3 separate regions of the Danio rerio genome follow, and regions 1 and 3 are each linked to region 2. The links are chromatin contacts, called in public Hi-C and Micro-C maps. All regions are on one chromosome and are shown on one strand. Each heading gives the region's core, a stretch centred on a gene start, on an enhancer-like site or on the middle of the called end of the contact. The rest is flanking DNA. Distances are from core to core; before and after follow the strand shown.

What was found. Hi-C and Micro-C count contacts between places; a contact is called where the count stands out from the background.
Region 1: a Hi-C map of hematopoietic stem cells shows a contact between it and region 2, with 2.5 times the contacts expected there. The contact joins the promoter of leng9 here to the promoter of dbpb in region 2. A contact is called at or near these places in 3 of 18 Hi-C or Micro-C datasets (caudal fin, hematopoietic stem cells and an unstated tissue) and 1 of 4 datasets of contacts at active chromatin or transcription factors (embryo).
Region 3: a contact with region 2 is called in a Micro-C map of caudal fin, with 2.6 times the contacts expected there. The contact joins the promoter of cdc42ep5 here to the promoter of dbpb in region 2. A contact is called at or near these places in 3 of 18 Hi-C or Micro-C datasets (caudal fin, hematopoietic stem cells and an unstated tissue).

What each region holds. Positions count from the first base shown.
Region 1 is chr16:14,146,525-14,150,733 of GRCz12tu, reverse strand. It overlaps leng9 (leukocyte receptor cluster (LRC) member 9), which reads left to right and starts at 1,763. Exons shown (of 7, transcript NM_001077298.1): 1 at 1,763-1,779; 2 at 2,166-2,258. The coding sequence starts at 2,192. It overlaps flcn (folliculin), which reads right to left and starts at 1,081. Exons shown (of 12, transcript NM_001040373.1): 1 at 800-1,081.
Region 2 is chr16:13,970,354-13,974,415 of GRCz12tu, reverse strand. It overlaps dbpb (D site albumin promoter binding protein b), which reads left to right and starts at 1,375. Exons shown (of 4, transcript NM_001197062.1): 1 at 1,375-1,567; 2 at 2,944-3,402. The coding sequence starts at 1,375.
Region 3 is chr16:14,210,825-14,214,877 of GRCz12tu, reverse strand. cdc42ep5 (CDC42 effector protein (Rho GTPase binding) 5) reads left to right here and starts at 1,826. Exons shown (of 3, transcript NM_001326377.1): 1 at 1,826-1,989; 2 at 2,152-2,220.

The sequences.
Region 1 (4,209 bases), core at 514-3,013, 180 kb before region 2:
TTTGATACAAAAGTATCCTTGTGTGACTTCCACTAGCACTTTTTGAAATAGATTCACAACTGTGAGACACAAAATAAGCTGCAATTCTAAGACACACAGCTGTGGTTGTAAGATATTAAGTCACAATTGTGAGATATATTTGCAAATGTAAGATTTACAAAGAAGAACAATGGTGCTTATGTGAAATAAAGTTTCATTTATGAAAAATAATGTTGTGATTGTGAGATATTTTTACAGCTGTGAAATACTCATCAATTCTGAAAAAAAAATGTAATAGAGAAATATATAAAGTCATGGTAGAAAATAATGTTTACATGTGTAATGGACAGAGAAATAATCCGTATTATGAGGAATAAAGATGAAATAATAAAAAAAAAAGTGAATATAAAGTTTTAACTGCGAGATATCCAGCCAGCATCATACTGTCAATTAAAGTTAAAAATAAAGTTAACTAACTAGTTGTAAAATAATAACATAGGCATATTTTAATGTTTGTTTTATTACTCAGTTTGAGTTTGCGATTTTAGATTTTAATCACTCTACATACAGCATATTTCAATAAATTTAAAATATAACAACCCTATTCTTATCCATAATCTTAAGATTTCGTTAAAGGAGTGAAAAAAAAAACATTCAACAAATGTAATTAAGGAAGTCATCAGCAAATTTAAATACAACAATCCAGAATACGTATGTTACAACATACAATATAACGCCTTAGTTATGTAGAAAGGTATACAATATATTTGTTCATTTTTATGTATTCACAAACCTAAATAAAAAGACACACGTTCCTTACCTGTGTTAGCTGCGTGAAGCTTTAGCGCCGACTGGTACTTACAGTAAATTATGAACAACTGAACATTACATTACAAAGCGTTGACAATGGCAACCATCTACAGGTTCTGCATGTTCATCAGCCTTCCTTACAATTTAACGTATAACTACTATTCAACATAAATGGGTCGTTATTCTCATCGATACAGAGCTTAGTAAATTTATCCTGAAACGCGATCGTAATTAATAGTTTTATTGTGTTTATGTTGTCCTTTTCAGTCTTGTGTGTCATGTGATGGGAAAGTCACGCGCTTAGATCACAACAACGCGTGTGTGTGCGTGACTCACAGCTGCTCTTGTCTCTCACGCTGAACAGCCATCGGTACAGTCCAAATAATCCACCAAAATGTTCTTCTGGTGTTTTTTACATGGTGAACGAGGTATATTTTGATATTCGTAATTGACGTGAGCTCTTCCGTAATCCCCGAATGCCTTCGAGCAAGCCTTGATCCTTGAGTGAATCTTCTTCAGGGTGAATCGGATCTTTTTGATGATTCAGTTGAGCAGGCCTTAATGAGATCTTACCTGAATATTCATTTACAAATCACTGGCCAAGAAGTCGAGTTAGCAACGAAATGTGCAAAAAATTCCAGCAAAATTAGTTAATTAATGTTTAGTATTGTACATTTTAAATGCAAGTTTCGTTCGTGTCATGCAATTTGGCTGGAATAAACATAATTACAGTGCAACACACTGAATTACAATAAATATATTTCATTAACAACAACAACATATGAAACCATAATCCATGTTTTTTTGAGTCATTTTATGTCATATACATAAATCAGGTGCAAAATTGAAATTAAAATATGCCCAAATTGAACTGTGCAAAAGAATCGATTCGCGGAAACAATTCGGACCTTCCACTGAAGAAAAACTACAATACCCAAGCTTCCATTTCAAACAGGAAGTGGCGTTTATGCACGTTGTCCCGGTAGTACAGTAAGTAAAATTGAAAATAATGAATACATATATAAAAAAAATAAGTGTACACTTTACTAGAAATCTAAACAATATGTTCAAAATTACTATTTTTCATCTACACTGTTTTTTTTCTATTGGTTTTAATCATTCACGTAGCCGTGTATATACACTAGCTATGAGTCATTTGTGGCAGATGATGTCATCCTGTACATGTTAACATTTAAACTAACCAGTCAACAAGCTAAGTTGTGTGATACTTTCTCGGTTTCTTCGAGGTAGGTCATAATAATCTCAACTTAATGTTCTTGTCACACCGACTACAGTAGAACATTATGGCAAAATGACACCACTTAATGTTACGTTGTTTTCCTTCTATATGACTAAATGAGACACGTCTGTTTCAGTTGAAGCTCTGTTGAAGCTGTCAGACATGGAGATTGAGGAAGAGACAACTCGGGGAAACCCCACTGAGGAGTCTGATCAACAGATCCAGCCAGGTAAAACACATTATATTTATTTACACTCTACTGAGATACAATGTCATCTATACATTTAAAAATATGTTTTTAGATTCTACAGGTTATTAATCACCATTTGAGAATTATAGTAATTGTGAATTTTGTGGTTTTGTTTTAAATAGTTTAAAATATGTTTCTTCAAACTGGGCTTAAACTAATTTACTTTTGAGGTGATAAAAAGGTTGAGCTCTCCGCCTTCAACAAATACTAGATATTATGACGCTACGATGCAAGTGACCTGAAGATGGCAGTGAAAATCGTTTTTAATTCACTCATTATAATCTCTTGCCAACCATAGGTTTGTTTTGTACAAAATTGCTGTAGGCTTACTGTAAGTGCAGGGTTGATAATATAAAACTCACAAAGAGAGGTCTGCTTCAAACTACTACTGCTAAAAGCACATACAGGAACAACAATTATTGTGCTATATATGATGACCGAAAGTCCAATAGCTTTAAAACAGGGTGTCTTAAAAAGTATTAAAAGTTGATAGATCAAAGTAGAAATATTTAAGTGCCTTACAAAGTATTAAAAAGTCTTAAATGCTATTTTGCAAGGTATTAAATTGTATGTCATTTTTGATTATTCAATGTATGGTTAAATGCTAAAGTTTGCCTAAATGAAATCTGCGAAAATCAGGATGCTGTGTAGTTTATGAAATCAATAAAATGCAAGATTAGATGGGTGTTTCCCAAATGTGCCAGAATAGTTGGATGAAAATTTATTTATCCATCTATCCATCCGTCTATCTATCTATCTATCTATCTATCTATCTATCTATCTATCTATCTATCTATCTATCTATCTATCTATCTATCTATCTATCTATCTATCTATCTATCTATCTATCTATCTATCTATCTATCTATCTATCTATCCATCCATGTATCTATCTGTCTTTCTATCTGTTCTATCCATCTATCTGTCCATCCATCTGCCTATCCATCCATCCGTCTGTCTGTCTGTCTGTCTGTCTGTCTGTCTGTCTGTCTGTCTGTCTAACTATCCACCTACCTACCTGCCTGTCTGTCTGTCTGTCTGTCTGTCTGTCTGTCTGTCTGTCTGTCTGTCTGTCTGTCTGTCTGTCTATCTATCTATCTATCTATCTGTCTGTCTGTCTGTCTGTCTGTCTGTCTGTCTGTCTGTCTGTCTGTCTGTCTGTCTGTCTGTCTGTCTGTCTGTCTATCTATCTATCTATCTGTCTGTCTGTCTGTCTGTCTGTCTGTCTGTCTGTCTGTCTGTCTGTCTGTCTGTCTGTCTGTCTGTCTGTCTGTCTATCTATCTATCTATCTATCTATCTATCTATCTATCTATCTATCTATCTATCTATCTATCTATCTATCCATCTATCCCATATATGTTTGTTAGTTTGTGTGAACATTTATAAGCATTTATACAATTTTGTTTCATATTATCATCAACCATTGTTTACACTTTTGAGTGTAAGTCAATGTTGAGGAATTCTGCTATTGCCACTGTTGATAACCATGTTTACTAAAAACACAATAAAGTTTAAGTAAAAAAAAAAAAAAAAAAAAAAAAAAAAAAAAAAAAATATATATATATATATATATATATATATATATATATATATATATATATATATATATATACTATTATATATATACACACACACACACACACACACACTCACTCAAATATATATATTATTATATTCATATATATATATTGTCATTTTTTTTGCAGCTGTAATCTTACTAACCCCAATCTTTTGAACAGTATTGTGTTTTGGCTTGTTATGTCATAAGAGGTGTGTAGACGTGTAGGTGGAGGGTGGAGTGGATTTGAGGTTTAAGTTGCACTGAAACAGACATAAGCCTCAGATTTGCATTTTTGTTAACCATAACTTTTCTTTTATTTCAGAGTTATAAATAAACATTATGATAATTTGTTTATTTTAATACATTGT
Region 2 (4,062 bases), core at 126-2,625:
CCGGCCGAGCCGGGAGGAGCCTGTTTTCTGTCAGCCAATCACAGCAATAAGCACTCGAGGCTGAGCCGCGTCTCCGCGTGCGGACACCATGTGCACTGGAGAGCGCGTCTGTGTTCCTGAGACACAACGTGTAGTTGCCATCTCCTCTCGCATGATGCTCACGTTTCCAGCGGATTACCAGTGAAGTGAAAAAGTGTGCCCGCTCGCTTGGTAGGTTTCCCCCAAAAGGTAGCTCTCTGAGTGATAAAACTCGACCGTTTGTTAGGTGAGATCAGCAGTCTATATTACAGATTATAAACATATCTGTGATGCTCTGTAAAACTGGCCACTCTCAAAATGTTCTCGATAAATGCCACACGTTAATGCTGTTTCATAGTGCCAAACGTAGGACAGCTGGGAATGAAATTATCGACCAATTTGTTTTTAATCAGTGCCACCCACCCCCGAGGAGCGTGCCTGTCACGAGGGGGCGTGCCTCATTAATATTAAAACTCCGTGCAAGTAGTGCCATGTTCGCGCTTCTAGACTGGGAGGTGTGACGTCACGTGAGCGGCCCGTGTTCGTTCCAGCTGAGCGAAAAGCTCGGACGGCTCAAGCTCAAAGCGTGCGACAACACACATGCAGAGAGAACTGAACAGAAGGGGGTGACCACAGAGGGAAAAAAGCGATTGAGCGACTGCATGGAAAAAAACGTCAACATCCCACCAATCGCGCTACGCAGCAGAAATTGACTCAGCAACACTTCGTTTTGTTTTCATTTGTCATTTTCGAGGCGACGCATTCAAGAGTTCCAGCAGTCAAGTTATCATTTGCGTTATTGGAGTCATTTATTCTTCCTGTTTCTTCGCCTGAGTCGCTGTATTTTGTTAAATTATTATCTGTACGTTGCGCTTGGAGGTCGTTATTCTGGACATTTGTCTATTTTTCTTCAAAAGTTCCGGCAGAACATAAACTGTCAAGAATTTCTGGGAATACGAGGAATGTATATTTCTGTCCATTCGTCTAATCTACCATCAACTGCAAGCAGAATGGCGCTCTTTGTTTAAAAAAAGGCTGTTTTCAAATAAAGGTAATTATACATTTTCTATCTGTGATCAGATGCTGTGGTGCTGCACGTGAGCGCGCAGGTCTTTCCTCCTCCTCTGTCTCTAAAGTAAACACGGTCTCGTGTTGCGTGACTTCACAACTTTGTCTACTTTTATGATACGAACTGCATTACATGCTGATATCTGTGATGTCTGAACACACAGTCATGTCGATATTAATGTATTTCTGCTTGCTTCCACTATGAATCGTCATGTGATTGATTTGACGGCTGCACAATAGTATCGAACCACGCAAGCATCTAGCGGTCAATCCGGCGGACGTTGGATGATGGCCAGGCCGCTTTCACAGCTCCTTCCCCCGGACCTTCCCTCTGCCGGAGCCAGTCCGCAGTTTGGCAACAGTAGCCAAGCAGGAGTCACACATAACGGAGGACACTTAAACTCCACAGGAAACTTAAAATCTCTCCTGCAGCTTCCAGTCAAATGTGATCAGCGCGTGAAAGACTGTGGTGAAATGAAGGGTGAGGAAACGCACCTGTTTTATATATATATATATATATATATATATTTCTTAATTTCATTAAGACTAAAATGTGCTAATATACACAACGAGAGTTAGTTTCTCAATTCCTAAGGTGGCAGTTTTTCTTTCATGTGTGGTTGCACATGTCAAATGGCAGGGTCATGTGCCATCGTGCATATCTCTCAGACGGGACATCACATGGGACTTGAAGAGATAAACAAGGCCAGGCCATTCAGCCACTTAGCGCACTACCCAGGTGCTTTGAGGTCAACTATTGGCTAAGCCATTTTGTTTACAGGCCTGCGCTGGGTACAGCCTAACCACACTGACAGAAGTTTTCCATTGCCTGTGAATATTGGAAAAGCTTCAGTATGGATTGCTGTCCGTGTCATTGTTTCGTACTGATTATTTGCTCGCCATTAATGCGAAATGACCCTGAATAGATGAGGAGCAAAATTGAATTGTGTGTGCACAGGATTTGTGAATCTTATTATGTAGTATTAAAAGCAGCACATTTAATTTTGAACAGTATTAGTGGTCATACTGTATTTGTCGATTCAGCAACACTTATAGTGTTTGGCTAATTGTTTTTAAGCGTAGGCAGTTTTAGGCGACAGTCTGCTGTGTTTTCATAGAGGAAAGACTACAAACTTAAAACCCAATTACATTTTTATGGTTTGTTTTTATACTGAATAACTCAACCAGAAATTGCAAATTTCAAACTGCCTTTAGTGGTTCTGGTTTCCACTCCAATGCGCCATAAAATGCCTGATTTAGACTAACTGGAGTTGTTAAGCGTTTAGACCTCACCCTAGAGTGTCTCAGACCCCACCTTAATACTTTAAGATGGAAACCTCCAGGCCTCAGCCATGTACTATTGCTGATATTGTGTTCTACAATACTCATCTGGCTTTGTTGTTACACCTGTTGTTTTTTGCGTCATTGCTTTGGTTCAATCATAATAGCGCAATTCTGTAACGTTTAGTCATTGTTCGACAACATTGTTGCTGTGCCACGCAGCTAAGCAGTGTCACAGCAGTGTAACAACATTGTAATCGCTTTACCATGGACTTTCAGACACATTAATCTTTTGCAAGTTTAAAGGAAGGTATTTCAAAGCCTCTTCATTTTGCATTGATGCACTGGGAGGCGCATCTATTCACATGTGTTGACATTGCAAAGGTAGCTCTCCCAGAGGGATGTGAAAGTTGCTGGGAACTGTTATTCCGCCCCTAACTGCGTAATCTCACAAACATTGCACTCCTGAAATGTAGAAATGTCATTATAAGTGTTAATTAGTAGTTGTCATGTTTTTTTTTGATGGCTTAGTATATATACCCAGATTAAATTGGATGTATTTTCTTTCTCTCACAGGTAAGGAAAGGTTAGATATCGATGAGGACTCTCTCGGCCGTTGTCCTCTGCGCAACGGTTGCAGCAATGGACTAGTCAGTGACAGCAATGGAGCAGGAACGGGCAGCTTCTCAAACAACAGCAACAACAACAACTCCTTCCTGGGCCCGTTGCTATGGGAACGAACATTGCCCTGTGATGGCGGGCTGTTTCAGTTGCAGTACATGGATCTTGAGGAGTTCCTGACGGAGAACGGGATGAGCAGCATGCACAATACCTCCAACTCCACCTCGGCTCAGATACCCTCGCAAAGCTCTCAGTCCGCCGTTCCCAACCAGGGCTCCCAGTGCCTCCCCACATCACCACCACACTGCTCCTCTTCCTCGTCACCAACATCCGCCACTGCCTCTTCACCTTCACTGCTCGGGCTGGACATGCACACGCCCCAGAGCATGATGGGATCTACAGACTGCTTGCATGGTGAGTTAGGCCCCCATTTCTACCAATCTACATTCATTTTCAGGTATACAATCACAAGCAAGATACATTATGGTTTTCGCTTGGTTTTACACCGGCCTCTTGAGACTCCCTGTGTTTGCATTTCGTCAAGAATCCTCCATTTTATTTGGACACATTCCACATCAGGTTAATAGTAGTTCGATATGCAGTGTACAACCAATGTTGTGTTGCTTTTAAGCAAGTAAACGAAAACGATGTGGATGGCAACTACAATTTGAATGCCATGTTTTGTTTACTCTCATACAGCATATCCCATAATGATCACATGTTTGGTCAATAGACAAAGAGTAGGTGGTGTTTTGTGGTTGATCAAAGACATTTGACCACATGAGTGTTTAAACTATGAAAGCCATCCAATTCCATTTTCAAATACCACAGGAAGGTGTTGAAAATGGACATGCCTTTAGTACTTTAGACCCCATTTTCACTTGTATTTAGCACCCACTTGATATTCAGCTTGATGAAAATCTATTTTAATACTGTGTAAACAAGACCTAAGAGCCATTTAATACTTAGCGTCAATTGGACGCTGTACCCCGTGTCATAATACGCAGCACATGTAGCCGACGCCATTTTGTGCATTAATACTTCTGCCTTCAATCTGTGTTGCTCTACAGTTTT
Region 3 (4,053 bases), core at 577-3,076, 240 kb before region 2:
GATGTGATTCATGGCTCAGCTGCAGCATCCTTGAATTCTCTTCCCAGGCAGGAAATTCAAGCCACCAAGGAAGAAAGACTTTTCATATTTAGACTTCATAGTCTTTAAGATCTTTGGTTTTAATATCATATAAAAAATTAAAGCCCAATATATCAGTTAAAAAACGTATGTAAAATGATTATAGTATAATCTAGAAAGATTTCTCCTTTCAGTATTTTTCCTGCACAGTGTTGATTAAATGATTATATTAATCTTGCTATTTCTAGATAAACAAATGGGCTCTTATAAGAATGTTTATTTATACATTCAATAGTAATGGCATAGATTTTGCTCCTCTGAGTTGAGGGCCCAGAGTTTTGGTCCTAAAATTAAACATTTAAAAATTAATACATAATATTAGAACATAGTGTGTGATTATCATATAGGTTTACATTAAGTATCTTAAAAATCTGTGACAAACTTTCTAAGCTATCAGAATTTAACATCTATTCCTCACCAAATGTTTTAGTTTGGATTTACCATATTGTAACAGATGCCAAATATAAAACAAATATTCAGTTTGTAGGGCGATGGAGTGGGTAGTGCTGTCACCTCACAGCAAGAAGGTCGCTGATTCGAGCCCCAGCTGGGTCAGTTGGCATTTCTGTGTGGAGTTTGCATGTTTTTCCCCTGTATATATGGGTTTCTCTGGGTGCTCTGGTTTCCTCCACATGTCCAAAGACATGTGGTACAGGTGAAAATGGGTAAGCTAAAATTTTCTGTAGTGTATGAGTGTGTATGGAAGTTTCCCAGTGATGGGTTGCAGCTGGACGGGCATCTGCTGCGTAAAACATATGCTGGATAAGTTGGTGGTTCATTGTGCTGTGGCGACCCCAGATTAATAAAGGGACTGAGCCGAAAAAAAAAATGAATGAATGATTTCATATCATGCTTTACAGATTACCTGATCGAATGTTTTATAACAACATTAGTATTTAAAGATAAATATTATGGATGGAGGCATCCTAAGTTTACTTGATATATATATATGGCATATGTTGATGAAAAGTTGCATGTATCAAATAAAAAAACTAGCAAAATACAAGGATGTTAATTTGTACATCTCTTAATAACCTTTGCATTACACTCAGTCTTTTCCCTCAAGCTATTTTACATATTTACATATTAAGACATACTATTTATAGATACTATAATTTATAATCCTAATATTGTGTGTTTTTTATTTAATATAAGTAATCTGTTATTCTTTTCAGATATTACACTATAATTACAGATTAAAATACTTGCAGATTTTCTATTATCTATTAACAAAACAACTGTTTTGTTAAAAAAAGATTGCCTTTTAAAATGTCATAATTTACAGATTAACTTAAAATGTCAAACTTTTCGTTGTGGCCTTGCACTGATAAAATTGATGTTGAAAGTGATAGGTGGAGATACAATACAAAACAGAACAGGTTCAGCTTCAGTACGCTCAAAATGTTGACAGACTGGATTCCAAACTGTTTTCATTGTGTTTCATCCATAGCAATAAACTCAAACACACTGTACAAACAGTTCTACACAATGCCCATAACAATAACTATAACTCTCTGATATTAGAAGTCCTCTCCTCACTTTAAAATAAACCTTGTGTCATCCATTTTTAAATACAGACCCACATTTAAATCTAGCTCAACATAATAATGATAACAGAAAATGTCGACGATTATTAAAAGGAAAATTGGTGTGAAATAGTTTTGTTCTGACGGAAGAAAGCAGAGAGGAAAGGCAGACATGCGTCAGTCGCTACTTTCAGCTGGAGCAAAGCGCTCCCATAAAAGTCACGTCACTTCCTTGCCCATCCCTAAAGGAAAAAAAGAAATATCGGAGAGAACAGCGACGCCAGAAAAGTCTGTAAAAGAAGAAAAACGAGGATATTTAAAGAAGCTATCGCTTAAACGAGGAACAAACAGGTACAAACCTATTGACAAGCACACGGTTATCAATGTAAGTTCAGTTCAACCGTTTTATACGAAATCAATTCGACTCACAGTTGGGCGCGTAACGTTAACTTTTGGCTGCAACTCCCACTCCAGAGAGCTTCACTGGTTTAAACTGTGCTGGCTGATAAATTAATTCACAAAAAATATAATGTTTGCTTTATTACAGCTTTACTGGACAGGAGGACACGTTCCTGGGGGGAAAAGGCAGGTCTTCTGCTTAAAATTAAGACCACTGGTAAGAGTTTAAAGACTGCAGTCACACTGTTTTGTTTAGAGGAAATACGTATACAATGTATTTAAAAGGTTTCTTTAAATAATATCTTTCAGCAGAGCAAACCTTTAGTATAGTCGATTTCATACCCGTGGTCAACAGATCTGGTACAGATGCCTGAACTGATCCTCTTTCCAGCTGTTGCAGTTGTTTATGAATAGGTCACGTAAACGGGGTTTTCTTGAACAAATCAGCCTCTCATATGAGACCAAACAGGATATTAACAAGCATTAAAAAGGGGAAACATGTTTATTCTTACGTGTTTTGTCGAAAATATTGAATATTTTATAGTTCGCTATTAACATGAAAACAAACGTTCGTAGGCTCTACAAAGTATTACAGTGAGTGTTTGTAAAAAAATAATTGTAGCTATTTAAATATTAAATAAATAAAATATTTTAAAACTAAGTTTATATCTTATGGTGGGTTCGGTCGTTGTCTGAGATTTGTGTCTCGACCTCGCGAGAATGCTGGAGGGAAGAAGGCATTTAGCACGCGCTTCACATAACAAGTCCGAGCTTGGCTTTCGGCGTCTGTCAACTGCTCTTTTTAACAAGCTTTACGCAATCGTAGCTCCTGCTATGATTTCATACCTGGAAATATAAAAATATACAGATCTAAGACAACGAGACGTTTATCTCGTCTCATCTCACCTCACCCACTGAGTTCCACTGAATAAGATGAGGAAAGAGATTTAGAAACATGTTTTGCACATTTTATATTATAAAACGTTTCTGATACTATATTGAAAACATAGGCAACAACATATTTAACAATTTTGTCCTTGTATAACTGTATTAAAATGAATTTACATCATCTCATATATTCTGAATTAATAACGATGTGGAATAGTAGGCCTACTTCACAATGGAAATTAACCCATATTTAATGCGCATTGTGTGATAAATATAGGTAATTTGGGGCAGCTTCAATGTTGGTGTACTGTTTGAGGGCTTTAAAATGAAAGCAAAAGCTGTAACAATAGTATACTGGTGAAGCAGAATTGGCTAATGCTCCAATGTGTTTGTATATCTGGAAAGAACCAATTGCTTTCTATTGGCGTGCTGTTTTAGCATTAAGGTACAGCATGCAGCCAGGGATGTTTGTGTATGAAATGGCCAGTCAGAAGTTATTTTATTTGACAGAGTACACTCAATGGTCAATATGCTGCAAAAGGTTTTTGTTCAGTACTGAGTTAGTGTAATCAAGGTGCGTTGGAGAGAGATTTAATGATTGTAAAGGGACAGTATGAGATGAACTAAAGTGAGTAATAGTTTTTTTTGTTATTATAAAGGTGATGTACTTTGTTGGCTATAAATAACCCATTAAGAATTTGAATATGTTTTGTATATCATGCTGCTGAGAGGATCAACAATCACAACACAGTAGTCAATATAAATTTGGGCATGATCTCCTTGTATAAATGCAAGGTTCAGTCATAGCCTTTGATAGATGGGACAAAATATTGTGCTTACTGCACAGTATTATATTAAGGTTGTTTCTTTCTTCTATTGAATGTGGAATATATTTTGAAGAAAGCTGAAAACCTGTAACCATTGACCTCTATAGTTGGAAAAACAAACACTATGGAAGTCAATAATTTCAGTCAATAGTTATCAATGATTCCAAGTTTCTTCAGAAATGTTAATTTTGTGTTTAACAGAAGATAAAAATGCTTAAAAGTTTAAAGGGTGAACTGTCTCGCTTCCTGGAGGGCTGCAGCTCTGCAGTTTTGCTCCAACCCTAATCAAACACAGCTAATCCAACTAATCAAGGTGTTCAAGACTAACAGAGACT